Regions from separate parts of the Mus musculus genome. Here regions 1 and 3 are each linked to region 2. Evidence: chromatin contacts called from public promoter capture Hi-C data. All regions are on one chromosome and are shown on one strand. Each heading gives the region's core, a stretch centred on a gene start, on an enhancer-like site or on the middle of the called end of the contact. The rest is flanking DNA. Distances are from core to core; before and after follow the strand shown. Region 1 holds the start of Fdxr (ferredoxin reductase). Region 2 holds the start of Cant1 (calcium activated nucleotidase 1). Region 3 holds the start of Rab37 (RAB37, member RAS oncogene family).

What was found. Promoter capture Hi-C pulls out the DNA fragments that hold promoters and counts their contacts.
Region 1: a promoter capture Hi-C map of liver shows a contact between it and region 2, with 4 times the contacts expected there. The contact joins the promoter of Fdxr here to the promoter of Cant1 in region 2. A contact is called at or near these places in 2 of 39 promoter capture datasets (liver and pre-B cells).
Region 3: a promoter capture Hi-C map of liver shows a contact between it and region 2, with 2.7 times the contacts expected there. The contact joins the promoter of Rab37 here to the promoter of Cant1 in region 2.

What each region holds. Positions count from the first base shown.
Region 1 is chr11:115,274,076-115,278,887 of GRCm38.p6, forward strand. It overlaps Fdxr (ferredoxin reductase), which reads right to left and starts at 2,894. Exons shown (of 12, transcript NM_007997.1): 1 at 2,734-2,894; 2 at 2,004-2,107. The coding sequence starts at 2,812. It overlaps Fads6 (fatty acid desaturase domain family, member 6), which reads right to left. Exons shown (of 6, transcript NM_178035.5): 6 at 4,552-4,812.
Region 2 is chr11:118,416,901-118,421,158 of GRCm38.p6, forward strand. Cant1 (calcium activated nucleotidase 1) reads right to left here and starts at 2,218. Exons shown (of 5, transcript NM_001025617.2): 1 at 2,030-2,218; 2 at 674-754.
Region 3 is chr11:115,152,046-115,156,303 of GRCm38.p6, forward strand. Rab37 (RAB37, member RAS oncogene family) reads left to right here and starts at 2,133. Exons shown (of 9, transcript NM_021411.4): 1 at 2,133-2,246. The coding sequence starts at 2,154.

The DNA.
Region 1 (4,812 bases), core at 1,644-4,143, 3.1 Mb before region 2:
CACGAGGCCCTGTGTTCCATCCCTAGGGGAGGCTTCCTTGCTTTTCCTTCCTTAAATGTCTTTTTTTAAGTTATCCATATGTGGGGTGCAGAGAACAGCACCCAAAGAGACCAGAAGGTGGGTTCAGAGCCCCCGGAGTTATAGATGGGTGTAAGCTGCCTGTTGGGAGTGCTGGGAACCGAACTCAGAACTTCTTCAAGAGGGGTCGGTATGCACTCTTAACCACTGAGACATCTCCTCTCTCCCCATTTGCTCGAGATGACTCACTGAGGCCTGTTGCCTATATCTGTGAGTGTCAGGATCTACCCCCAGCCCCCAGGGAGTTTGCTTAAAACTGCTGATTCTGAGAGTCCTAGTCATAGAGTTTGGTTAAATCTGAGCTGAACCCAGAAATGCTTATTTAGATAAAACCGCTCCAGCAGGGAACATGGAGAGCGTCCAAAGAAAGCCACTCAAGTCTACAACGTGGTCAGTGGTCTCTGGGTACCTTGTGATCTGGGCCCTCACCTCTTCACCCCTCAGATACTCAATGGCCTTCTGGAATAGGCTCTGGAATGATGGCTCAGGGCCACTCTCCTTCCTCTGGCCTTCATCCACATAATTCCTCATTCTTGAGGCTATTTTATTCTCATATGCTCCATAAAATACAGTTTGCACACCTCTCCCTCTAGACTGGGCTAGGGGTTACCCCTAGCTTAAGCCCTAAAATACCTTGTAAACCAGCCTCCTCGAGCTACACTGTCAGGTCCATAAACACACCCGCGTGCCTGCAGGTCAAGATCCGCCCACTGAGAAGACACAAAAAGCCCTGCCTTCTAGATCCTATTCATTCCCTCAACCTCAGTGCCCCTTACAAGTACCCTCCCTAATACCAACCACACCACCCACATACCCACCCCAACCCTGAGAACCCCTGGGTCTCCATCCCAGAGCCCAGGCTGTCCTTCAGCAGTGGCCTTGCACTCCAGGCTGACTCATGTCGGAACCTGGGAGCTTGCTGAAGCCCAGACATGACCTTTGGTGCTTCTCAAATATACATTCTCTAGGGACAGCTTCTGGTAGCGCTGACCTGTGTAGATCATGGTATGTAGCTGCAGAGTCATGCATAGGTCACTTCACAGCAGAGGTCTCCATGAGACCCTCCTAGTGTCAGCTCCAGGTAAACCAGGCCACTGGGTCACTCTGCCTTTCAAACATTTGTATGTGATATCAATATAATCATCGTTTTTTCTTCTGTCCCGTTGGTATTACAAGCCCCTCTAAAGTTCAGACACTGTCTTGTCTCAGTCAAGCTCAGTATTCCTTACTTTTTAAAATTACTTATTTTATCACTTTTAGTTATGTATGTTGTGTGTGTGCAAGAATGAAGGGCCAAGCAGAGGCCAGAAGAGGACATTGGGTTCCCTGGAGCTGAGTTGTGAGCCACTGTGTGGGTGCTGGGAACCCAACTCCCATCTTTTGGTCCTCTGTGAGACCATAAACACTCCTAACCACGGAGCCTTCTCTGCAGTACCCCGCCCCCTTCCTCTTTTGCTTTAAGGTCTGAGACAGAGTTTCCAGTACATCTGGCAACCTTGAGGCCCTGTCTGGCAAGACTAATACTGAAAGCTTTGAGACCTTGGCCTTTGTGGAAGAGAATGGTCGTGGGGAGGGCGCAAAGCTGCAGACAAGATTGCCTTGAAATATAAAATGCTGGAGATAAAGAAGCGTAAAGATAAGGGGAGGCGAAAGCCATCCCATTAGACTGAAAAAGACTTCCCTACAAAGCAGAAGACAGCTGCCCATCTGTCCCCAACCACCATCCATGGAACAAATGCATGTCTCTCACAGCTGAGGACCTAGGGCGCCTCAGCTATACCTGTGGAATCAGTTAGAAAGAACACAGCTTACATTAGTCAAAAGCCCCTTCCTTGTCAGACAAACCAAAGGGCTGGAGCCTACCCCCAGAATTGGGACAAGAAATGAATGGTAAGAAGGGAGCCTGGAAGGAGTGCCTCGCTTACCTTTAACAAGTGTTGGGCTGTGTAGAAGCCAGCTGGGCCACTGCCGACCACACAGATCTGAGGGGTCTTCTCCTGTGTGGAGAACTTCTGGCAGAAGCCTGGGGCTAGGTAGAGCAGGGGACAGCAGGGTCAAACCAACACCCTCCTACCACCCCAAACCAATTCTGTCCAGTTGCACCTTGCCTTCACCCTCACCTGCATCTTCCTTTTTCCGTTCCTCAAAGCTTCACCATTTCATCTGAATGCCAGAGCTGTCTTTATCCAGAACCCCATGTCTCACCCATGAACAATAACAAATAATCTGCCCCAGACCCCCTTATCCCCCAAGCTGTCCTGCACAGCACTATCTTTCTTGAGAGGTTCCTTATGTGATCTCATGTCTTCATATGCCCATCACGTTTCTATTTTGCTTTTTTCTAGCCCTTCTTTCCCCCACAGAACTCTATTGCTCATCTCCTCACCTCGAATTTGCCTGTCACCTCCGTTCACCTCGTATCACACATAAAGACCTCATGGTCTATCCTTTTAGCCTTTACTGAGCTGTCTTACCCAGGACGCCTTACATCTCTTTGCACAGATCCTCCCCTCTCCATCACTCCCATTTCTCCCGCAAGAGCAGACACGTTCAGCTTTGCCCCTCTCCAGCCCCGCCTCAGCTCTGCTCGGACCCCCGCTCTTGATCACAGGCCTCCCCTCGCCCTGGTGCAGCCCCCAAGAGCCCTGCTCCTACTCGGAGTGCTCCTGGAGGGAGACGGCCGAAGCCCAGACCACGCGGACCAGCGCCACCAGTGCCAGCAGCGAGGAGCCATGGCTGAGAAGTGCAACCAGCAAGCGGAAGAGCTAGCAATGACTCTAGTGCTGAGCGCAGGTCCAGCAGCCCGCCGAGGACGCTCCTCTGGACCCGCCCATCACTGGAGCCCCGCCCCAAGCCTCGCCTCCCGCTTGCTTAGAAACATCAACTTGGAGACTTCACCAAGATTTCCGAAATAACCACGCCCCCAAAGAGAACCATGCCCCCATCTCGCCAAGGCCCCGCCCCCAGAACGTCCAATCCTCAAAAGCTTATCAAATTTCTCCGGTCTTCCTAGTACCTCCAGATGCCGGAAGTCTAGATTTGAAGAAACGCGAATCCCCTATGCTGTTTCAGTTGCTCTTGAAGAAGGGAGCCAATTGGAAAGGAGCTTACTTTATGTAAAGCTTGCCGCTCGCTGATGACGCAATGCCCCGTTGTCGTTGTTTGAGTGATTTTTGTATCAGCCAATCAGAAGGCCAGAGCCCGGAAGTCTCGTGTATCCGCTATTCTTGACTCCTCGATTTTTAAGTCTGGATGTTGAACTGATGTAGCCTCAAACAGCTACTTGTGCGTGTCAGAGAAGGACAAGTGTTAAACTCTCAAGAGCTTATTTCTAGTCACCCTCTTCCCACGATGGGGGAGGAAACACGCGAAGAAGTTCCCCCTCTGGCACTGAGACCAGAGCCCGACCTTCGACCCTGGTCCGACAGTACAGGGATCAGGGTGAGACCGTACCTTAGGGGGCACCCAAAAGCTCAGTAGTCAAGGTAAATCATTCATATTCCATGTTTTAAAAGAAAATTGATGCAAAGCCTAAAATCAATATCTTTTAAAAGTTTTTTCTAACATTTATATATTTTATTACATTATTTATGGGGGCCGGTGTACACTTGCCACAGCGTTCGCGTGGTGTGTGGTAGTCAGAGGACAGCTTATAGGAGTTGGTTCCCTCCTCTACGTGAATTCCTGGGTTTCAGACTCATTTAAGGCTGAGGGCAAGCAACTTTACCCTCCAGCCGACCCACACATGTTTTCTACACAAGAACAGGACCTGAAGAAGGGTGAATGCTTAATGTGCACATGATCCTGGTTTCGATTACACCACAAAAAATATAATTAAAATAAGGGCAGGACCCATTGTCACCTCTAACCAGACAAGCCCAGTGCTTCTCTGAGAGTCCTTCTCCTTCTTGGAAGACTAACCTGTCATCCTCACAACATCTGATTCTTGTTTATTCTTGTTGAAGATTGAACCCAGGGACTTACAAAATTGCTCTACGTTTTAACTGCCCCCTGCCTCGCCCCGCCCCGCCCCGCCCCTAGCTGAATCTTCTATTCCATAATTCAGGTACAAAGCTAGCCTGGGCTGTATACAGAGTGGCACCTGATCTCACAAAACAGTATGCCACTTGTTTTGTGAGAGGGAAATGGCAGTAGGAACGTGGTCATACCAATGGAAACTGGCTTGACTGACCTGACTGTAATCTGGAATTCTTGGGCCAGATGAACGGCTAGGTGACAGCTTGGTGAACTTCATGCTGAGTCAGTCCATTTCAACTTTCAGGCTGGTCTGCTGGAGCCTTGTGTAGGAGCTTAATAATCCAGAAGTTTCCCCTGTTTTGTATTTCATATTTTTTACACTATTTTAAGAATGTTTTTAGCCATGCTGCGGTGGCACTGGGGAGGCAGAGGAGGGCAGAACTGTGAGTTCGAAGCCAGCCTGGTCTACAGAGAGAAGACAAAAGAACAACAACAAAAATGAAGGTTATTTTTAGTTGAAGTTTGACATACAGAGAAGTGCATTCATTCCCACCATAGTTGATGGGTTATGAGACTGTAGGTGTAATAATGTGACCTACAACCAGACTGAGAACCAAAACTCAGTATCCCAGAATCCTCTGCTCAACTAATCACTCCCCACTTTGTTTGTTTGTTTTGTTTTTCAAGACAGTGTTTCTCTGTGTAACCCTGGCAGTCCTGGAACTCACTCTATAGACCAGGCCAGCCTTGAACTGG
Region 2 (4,258 bases), core at 968-3,467:
GCAGAGAGGCTTCAGAACCCTCCCCGGCTTGCATCTGTGGCATCACAACGCTGCTGCTTCTGCTTAGTCTGCATCCCCAGTGCCCTGGGAGGGACTTAGCAAAGGAGCTGCCCTCCAGGTCAAAGTGATACCCCAAACACAGCATGCCTGAAAACACAGGGGTTTGACAATCCCAGTCCAACCCAGACCAGAACTCAATTCCAGAATACACAGTTGCACCCTTGGACACAGCCCACACTGTCCCAGAGCTCCCCCGCCCCCGCCCTGTGCTGGCTGGGGGACAAGGCAAGACCCTCAGAACCACCCTGATGGCTCTCAGCTCACGCTCACCTGCACTTTACTGCTCACAATTGCTCACTCTCAATGCACGGGAGCTGCCTTGAGTTTCTATTTCATTGCATGTGGACTTCTCTAGGATCAGGGTTATTATTAATTTTTCCTAGACAATCTGTCTTGTGTTGATGAAAAGAAAAGCCAATATAAAGTCTTTAAAGTCAGTATACAAGGTTTTAATTCCTTCAGTGTTGGCATTTAAGACAAGCTTTCCAGAAATTCTCAACACTCACTGGCTTCTAATAGGTATTTTCATGCCTCTTGACAGAGAGGGGAAGGAGTGTGGACTGCCATCCACTGTCCTCAAAGGACAGATACTAACACGCACTGGAACACCTACCTGTATGGCCACGGCGAAGACAGCCACACTGCGAAGGATGTTCCAAGGCTCAGGTGACAGGGTCGCACGTATCTGTGGGAGCTTCATGGGCACACATGCCACAGTCAGGTGGGTGGCAACGGGACACCTGCCTCTTCCACTCTCTAGACCTCTCCTCCTGTCCCCGCTGCTCAGCAGGCAGAGGATGTCATGCATTCCTGGACACACTGGTGCATATTACGTGGTAAAGGGGACTGAGGGACAATATGGTCACAGTACATGGTCCATTCAGTTGCAAGAAGCATTTACTTTTTTATAACAGGTCAAATGGAACAAAGAAAGCAAGAAAGCACACAGAATTCTGTCTCTAGCCAAGCAAAGACGCTCTGGGCTCTATGTGACAGAGATCCCTTGTCTTATCCAGAAGGAAGTAGGCTGTGCTCACGGGTTCCAGCAAGACTGCTAGGCCGAGGTCTAGGGAGCAGCTCAAAGGAGGGCCTGTAGCCCAGTCCAGAAGGATGGTCCTCAGACAAGCCCCAGAGGGGCAGGGAGAAGGAGTTCCCAAGGCAGGGTCTGCAGTACATGCAGGACAGTCTTGGGAGCTTGTAAGATCTAGTCAGTCAGGCCCCACTGACACCGTGAGACCAGGTTCCCAGGTCTAAGCTTTGTCCAGTATATAGACCTGAGATGGAACTGGGAAATGAAGCTGGTTACTGAGGCACTCCCGAGTGACTGCAGAAAGGTGCTTGGGTTTACTGGAGGCGTATGAATGTCACAGGTGCTAGGGGCAGGAAGCTCTGTAAGGATGGACCAGGTGATGCCCGACTTCGAGGCTGGGAGAGTCTAGCCGAGATTAGGGTTGTATGTGCAGAAAGGGACTAGGGGGTGTGCAGAAGAAGCAGGGGGTGTCGGTAGTCGGGTAGTAAAAAAGGATAGTGCACTATGCTGCCTAGGGGGAAGGTCCAATCTTAGATGACAGCAAGAAGAGCCAGGACAGGAGCAAGGAAGTGGGCGGTTACAGGTGAGGATGGGGTGCGTAGGTGGGTCTGTTAGAGAGGTGATCAAGTGCCAAACTGGAGAGCCCGTGCCCAGGCCAGGCAGGGAGGGAGGGAAGGTACTGTCGCTAGGGGCATTTGAAGCATGCTAGTCAGAAGAGGAAGAAGTTTCGCACTACTTCAGCACGGCACCCTCATCAGAAAGGGGAGGTCTCCCACACAAGCCAGAGGGGGAAAGACGTCTGTCTGTCCGGCACCCGTCACAGCCTAGCTGCGGGGGGGAGTTTGAGGTGCCTGGGGCCGGGCCGGACGGATGCGGGTGGCAACAGGCCCCAGAACACAGCGAGGGAGGGCACCCGGCCGCGGGCGCACCGTCACTCACCCACTGAGGGCCTGGCTCCGGAGCCTGCGGGCTGCCGCCTACCTGCGTAGGGCCGGACAGGGCAGGCGGCCACTTCCGCCCCGCCGCGCGCTCCCGGCAGTCTCTGTTCTGCGCCTGCGCCTCACTCTGGCCGCGCGCTCCCGGCAGCCTCTGCTCTAAGTGTCTTCCTGCGCCGCACTCTCGGTTGCCTACAGCCACGTCTTCCCGGCAGCCTTTGCTCTATGTGTCTTCCTCTACTCGCCCACCCAGTCTCTGCTCTGCGCCTGCGCACTGAGCGCCGGGCTGCTGGGAATCGTAGTTTTTCGCTTGAGCTTGTAATTGAGGCGCGGAAATCCAGCAAAGGAGTTGTCTGTCGTTCCCCAGTTAAGCTTCAGGGTTCTTTGCCTGGTCCCCCCGACCTTCGTCTCAGGAAGTTTAGAAGTTAGGACTCCTCTCTGCCGCCCTAGTCCTCAGACCCTCTTCTGAGCAGTTCCAGCTGGTCATAGCCAATGCTGACCAGATTCCACAGCAGGACCAGAGGATGGTGGTGTGTTCCCGCCGCCGACTGTAGTCAATAGCCCTTACAAACGGAGGACCCCGGTTCATCTTTTCCCAGCCTGCCTTGCCCTGAGCTCTGTGCTGTGTGATACCGGCTCAGTCCTAGACAGTGGTGGCATGTAAGGACTTTAAGAGGCCCTCATCAACCATGGAGAGAGTCAGCCCTGCCTCCTGACTTCAGCCTCATCCCTGAGTCTCCCAAAAGCCTTCTGGGAAGTAACCGATGCACAGTTGGGACGAATTCAAAATATGTAACCCAACACGGTGAAAAACAACCCTTTCTTCCACCCCTTTTTGTCCTCTGGGACATACACTAACTAACGTTAGAATATATACTAAATTACATGTGAAAAATAGAAATGTGCTGGGTTCCCTCTTCTGTGCTTGGGTTGGCAGGCCATCTTTCTTGAATTCTCTGATGTTCGTGTCAGACCAAACCAAGTCCCAATCAGCCACCTTCTATTTGTTACAGCTTCTCCACTCGGAATAGCAGATTGCTCGTAGGATTTTTAAAGCACTCTAGGTATTCCTTCCAATTCCCAGCTCCTCTCCTTACACCTGCAACGGGAGGCATGGTCCCGAATACTGTGCTCATCTTTCTCAAGCCTTCCTTTGCAGACAACACATAGCTGTGCAACTCTAAATAATACATTGCTCAGTTCTGCCCAGCTTAACCTTTATGAGAGATGGCAGAGTCGGTGTTCCAGGGGCGCGCGCGCGCGCGCGCGCACACACACACACACACATACACACACACACAGAGAGAGAGAGAGAGAGAGAGAGAGAGAGAGAGAGAGAGAGAGAGAGAGAGAACACGCATCTGTGTGGGTTTATATATTCACAGGTGCACTTGCGTTCCCCTAGAGGCCAGAGGACAACCTCGGTTTCTGGATGGCCTGGAACTGGCTGAGTAGGCTAGCCTGGCTGGCCACTGAGCCCCAGTGAGTCCCAGGAAGCTCTAGTACCCCTTGCACCAGGATTGCAACACCACACCCATCATTTTCGTAACATGATTTCTGGGCAGTGGATTCACCTCTGTGCTTGCAAGTCTATCACTTTGCCAGCTGAGTTTTCTTCTCAGCCCTGTCATATCTTTTAGACGGTGTGCAATTCTTTTGTAGCTATGGTAATATCTCTTTAAGAAGAAATCCATCCCTTCCGTATTGCTATTGTGCAATACTAACCTTATCCGAATGATGTTTCCATAGGCACACAGGTCTGTTTAGGAGATGTTGGGTTGCATTGATACTTTTGTTACCAGCTTCAACACTTCTTTCTCATCATCTCGTTGCAAGCTTCAGAAGTTGAATGACACAGTCCTGCAACTACCCAGCAACTGACCTTTAGGGACCTTGAATAGAATTACTCCTGTAGAGTCAGGAGACCAATGAGGTTTTTTACCATATACAGTCTTCTACCCAAGACCATAGGGAAGCTATTTAATTCCACCCTAAAACATTCTTTTGGAATACCTAAAATCTCACATTTCAACAATACTTCAGGGAATATCCTTGTGTTATTAAAGCACAACTATAAAATGTACCTAGGATAAATTCCTAGAAGAAAACCTACTGGCCCAAAGTACGTGTTCATGCAGGAGTGAGTACATGTCCTCCAGAGCAGCAGTCTGCAGTGGCTCCATGGCTAAGAAAAGCCAGAAGATCTGCATTCTTCTTTGCATTATGGGAGACG
Region 3 (4,258 bases), core at 883-3,382, 3.3 Mb before region 2:
GGGCCCCTCCCCTAGGGCTGCTTTCCCTTCCCACTTACATTTTGGACGGTTTCTCCTTCTGCAGCTCTAAATCTGACCCATCTCGCTAGATCATCTCCAGTTTTCTCCCTGGCTGCCGGCCCTCACAAATCCCCCAGGTCCCGCCCACCTCAGTTTACCTGCCCAGCCATTGGCTGTAAAGCAATCCTTTAATGCCAATCAAATCCAGCTGGGGGCGGAGACAGAAGGTCTGGGACCTCTGCCTTTGGGAGCCGAATTGAATTGAGACAGCGTTAGAACCAATCCCTAACACCAGCTAAGCCCTAACCTCTGAAGCCTTTGCCTCCTCCCAAAATAATAATGGAGCCAACAACACACACCAAAGTCCCAAACCAAGGGGTCAGTAGTATCCCAGTCGAATTCTCCCTACCGCTTCCCAGCTTCTCTTAGCTCCGGGCATCGTCCCTGTTCCTTGGAGTCATCAAATATTCCTGTCTCTACCTCTGGCTTCACGAGGCTGTCTTCTAGCCATTTGCTTTAAACCTTTCCCCATCACACAGTCACACTGGGTTAGGGGCTTGTCTCAGTTAATTTTCCCGTTGCTGTGATAAAATACCCGGACACAAACAGCGTGTGAAGAAGGGAAGTTTGGTTAGATTCCATCGAGACGGGGGAAGCCCCAGCAGCAGGAGCCTGAGGCAGCTAACCTCAAACAAGCAACAGAGAACAAGAGGTGTGATCTCTTCCTTTTCATGCTGCCCTCCTCTGGAGTGGGTCTTCCCACCTCGGTCAACCTAATTAAGATATTCCCTCACAGCATGACTCTAGGGCCTGCCAAGTTAATGATCAGTATTAACCATCACGGAACCCCTATTCCAGTATGGCCCAGTTCTAACCTACATCTCTAATGTTCCTGTTGCCAAGGAAGGCCACACACATTTTGGGTACCAGTGCCTAGGACTTCAGCATATCTCTTGGGGGACACGATGTACCCCCACAACATTAGTTTTCAGTGGACGGTGAGCAAGGGGCAAGCCACTACCCCTCTCCAATTCCCACCTCGACAAAGTCACCTCCATCCAGGCTCCGGGATCTCCTCTCAGCTGTCATGAAATAGTTCCTGCTGATGTACACAGCCATTTCCCAAGTCATAGTCACCCCAAAGCCAGCCCTCACTGCCCTCACCTAAAAAGTTGAGGGGCCCAACCCCCTTCCTACACCCCGCATCCAGTCCCCGCATCCTGTTCCTTTCTATACAGCGTTGAGATGTTGAAAAGTTGGCCCACAAGCTACTGAACCCTGGTATGTGCAACCCCAGATTCTCCATATCCCCCGTCATCCGGAGCTGCAGGGTTCCTGGGCTGTACTAGAAACAGCTCAAAACGACCCACGACTTCATGAATTCCTGTGGCACCCACTCGGTGGCTAGGCCTAGGCCTTCCCTGAATAATGTTGGCCCTATCTTGTCCCCTTGGAAAGATGGGCTTCAAGAGCTCACCTTCCCGTGGTGGGAGGACATCAGGGGCTTAGACTAACAAATGAGGGAGAAACATGGCAAAGAGCTCCAAGTGTTAGCACCACCCAGGAGCTCCCCAGATGGTCAGTGCGCTCCAAGGTGAGTGTCGGTGAAAAAGTAGGCTCAGATGAGCTGAGGTCTATCAGAACCGCTTGGGTGCTAGTCTCAGAATGCAACTTCCTGTCCAACATTGTTCAGGGACGTCCCCAGCTTCTTGCCTGCAGGTAAGTACCGGACTGTCAACTGGCTGGAGCTCGGGCGCGCCCTGCTGGCCACTGCATTGCCGCAGTAGGAAACCAAGCCCCACACCTTCCGCAGCTAGCTGGGTCTCCCGGGTCCGCAGCCTCGATGGCAATCTAACTTCACCACTGCGACCTTAATGGGCTGGTCCTGTAGCAGGACTCATTCCGTGCTGTAAGAGCACTAAACTAGGCTAATGTCTCTCAGGGGGACTGCCACTCCCTAGGGTGTGCATTCTGCGAGTCTCAGACGTCCTGGCTGGCGTCGTCGAGGGGATGGCGGGACGGAGGGAGGAGTCTATCAGGGTCCGAGCCGGTTGGTGGATGGGGAGGGAGGAGTGGGCGGAGCCTAGGGCAGGGCGGTTCCTCGCTCTCCCTCGCTTGCTTCGAGCCGGGCTCACCTCTGACTGTCCGGGGACATGACTGGCACACCAGGAGCTGCTACCGCTGGGGATGGCGAGGCCCCTGAGCGCTCCCCGCCCTTCAGCCCGAACTACGATCTCACCGGCAAGGTGGGTGGGCTCTGCGCTCAGTGCTGGGGACCCCCCAGGCCGGCACTTAGGGACATCCCTCCCGATGTCCTTTGCCTTAGGACCCTGTCCTTCCCTGTCTACACCCCTCTTCTGGAAGTGTCAGCTGGGTCTCTGGTCTGGGGCATAACCCCTGGGCTCATCCCAGTCTCTAGGGTTCTAGGCTGACCTCGGAGGGCATGGGGTAAGGCAGATCTGAAAGACTAAGACTCCCCCACCCTAGGAACAAAAACCCAGTTCCTTCTGCCACACTTTGGAATACTGGGAGACAGGGACTCTCTGAAGACACAGACAGGGCATCCCCGCCTTCAGAGGCATCTCAAGGTTAATGCCCTTTTTGAGCTAAGCCTCAAAAAGTGACACCTGTCACAGGCGTGCAGTGCTTTGGGTCCCCACTCAGCGGTACATCCCACCCTTCCCCTCCCCACTGCCTCCAGACATAGACTCACAGCTCCTTCCCAACACCCCAGGCTGCATGTAGCCAGCCTACAAGTCCACTTGGGAATTTTCAGAAGCTGAGAAAGAACATGGCAATTAGTGACCATGGCCCACTCTCCCCCTCCCCCCGCCCGGCCCCCCGACGACCTTAAAGGCAACTCTCTGGGGTGCATACATTCTGCAGGAATGCCCTGAATAAAAGGATGTCTGTCACCACCTCTCTTATTGGTGTCCTTGGCTTAAGCAAGTACATGGAACTCTAAAAAGAGATGCTGAGCCAGCCAGCCTCTTGCACTATTTTTCTACAGGGTTTAGGAGAGAGAAGTAAGAGCTATGCCAGGTAGAAGTGATGCCTGGTCTTGAAGGGTACCTGCCTCTTTCAGGGTCTTGGTTCCTCTCAAACACCAGATCTCACTCTCACTAGGAGCTTCACATCTCCACCCCCTAGGGTTTCAGGGGAAGCCAGTCAGCCAGCCTACCCACCCAGAGACGTTGAGATAGGCGTCCTGTGTGGGCTTGTGGCAGGAAATGGGGCTCTAAGTCCTCAGGGGAGGGGAGTTGCTGATGGCCAGCCCCCACCCCCAGGCTGATGGGGATCTCCTGACCTCCTAGCCCTGCAGGACAACTGAGCTGTTTACCTAGGAGGTGGCAAGGCTGAGCAGCTGTTTGTGTTTGGTGGACTTGATGGGCTGGGTGACCGGCTGCATCATTTGCTCAAGGCAGCTGTGATCTGTAAAGTACACAAATACCGGTATTCGCCTGCCTCCCTCCCTCCCTCCCCCTGTATGGCTGGGGCCCCAGAGCCATCAGAGTGCCTGCTGGGAGCACCTGCAAAATAGCTGACCCCCAGCCTGCCAGGCTTGGCCCAGTCCTGAGTCTGTAGCTGTGGGAAAAGAGCATGATGAGAAAAGATCCTTGGAGCACCTTAGGTCTGGGGTCTTGGGCACTCTTCTTAAGTGGTCCCCATCAATCTTGTCGTTAGTCATTGACAAGCTCCAGAAAGGCTGCAAAGGAACGAGCCCCACTCCCCCACCCCACCCCCACTTTCCTCCTACTATGGTGGGCAAGCCGATGAAAATTTCCCCAAAGCACACAGTAGGGTTTTTATAATTCGGGAACTCAGCCTTGCATCCCTTCCTTTCCGACCCACTCTGACATCTCTGCCCCACAATCAACTAATCAGGCCCAAGACCCCATAGCTAAGGAAGAAAAGCTTTTTAGCTTTGTGGCTCCGCTATCAAGTTCAGAGAGCCCTGAGCAATTCCAACCTTATTAGCAGTCTAACCAGACGGCTGGGAACATTCCAGTGTTGAGTCTACACCTCCGTTCTCCAAGATGACTGAGCAGAGAACTCCCTCTACCATACCTGCATGTTCTCCACAGTGACCCAAAGATGCCAGTTCACAGCCATTTGTCCCTCTTGGGAGGTTTCTGCTAAAAACTTCAGACAAGCTGGCTCCCCATCTCAGAATAAATTCCAGTCTTCCCTAATTCCTGCAAGCCTATTATGAGCGTAAGCCCTCATTAGACACTTCCAAATAATTGTCTGACCCAAA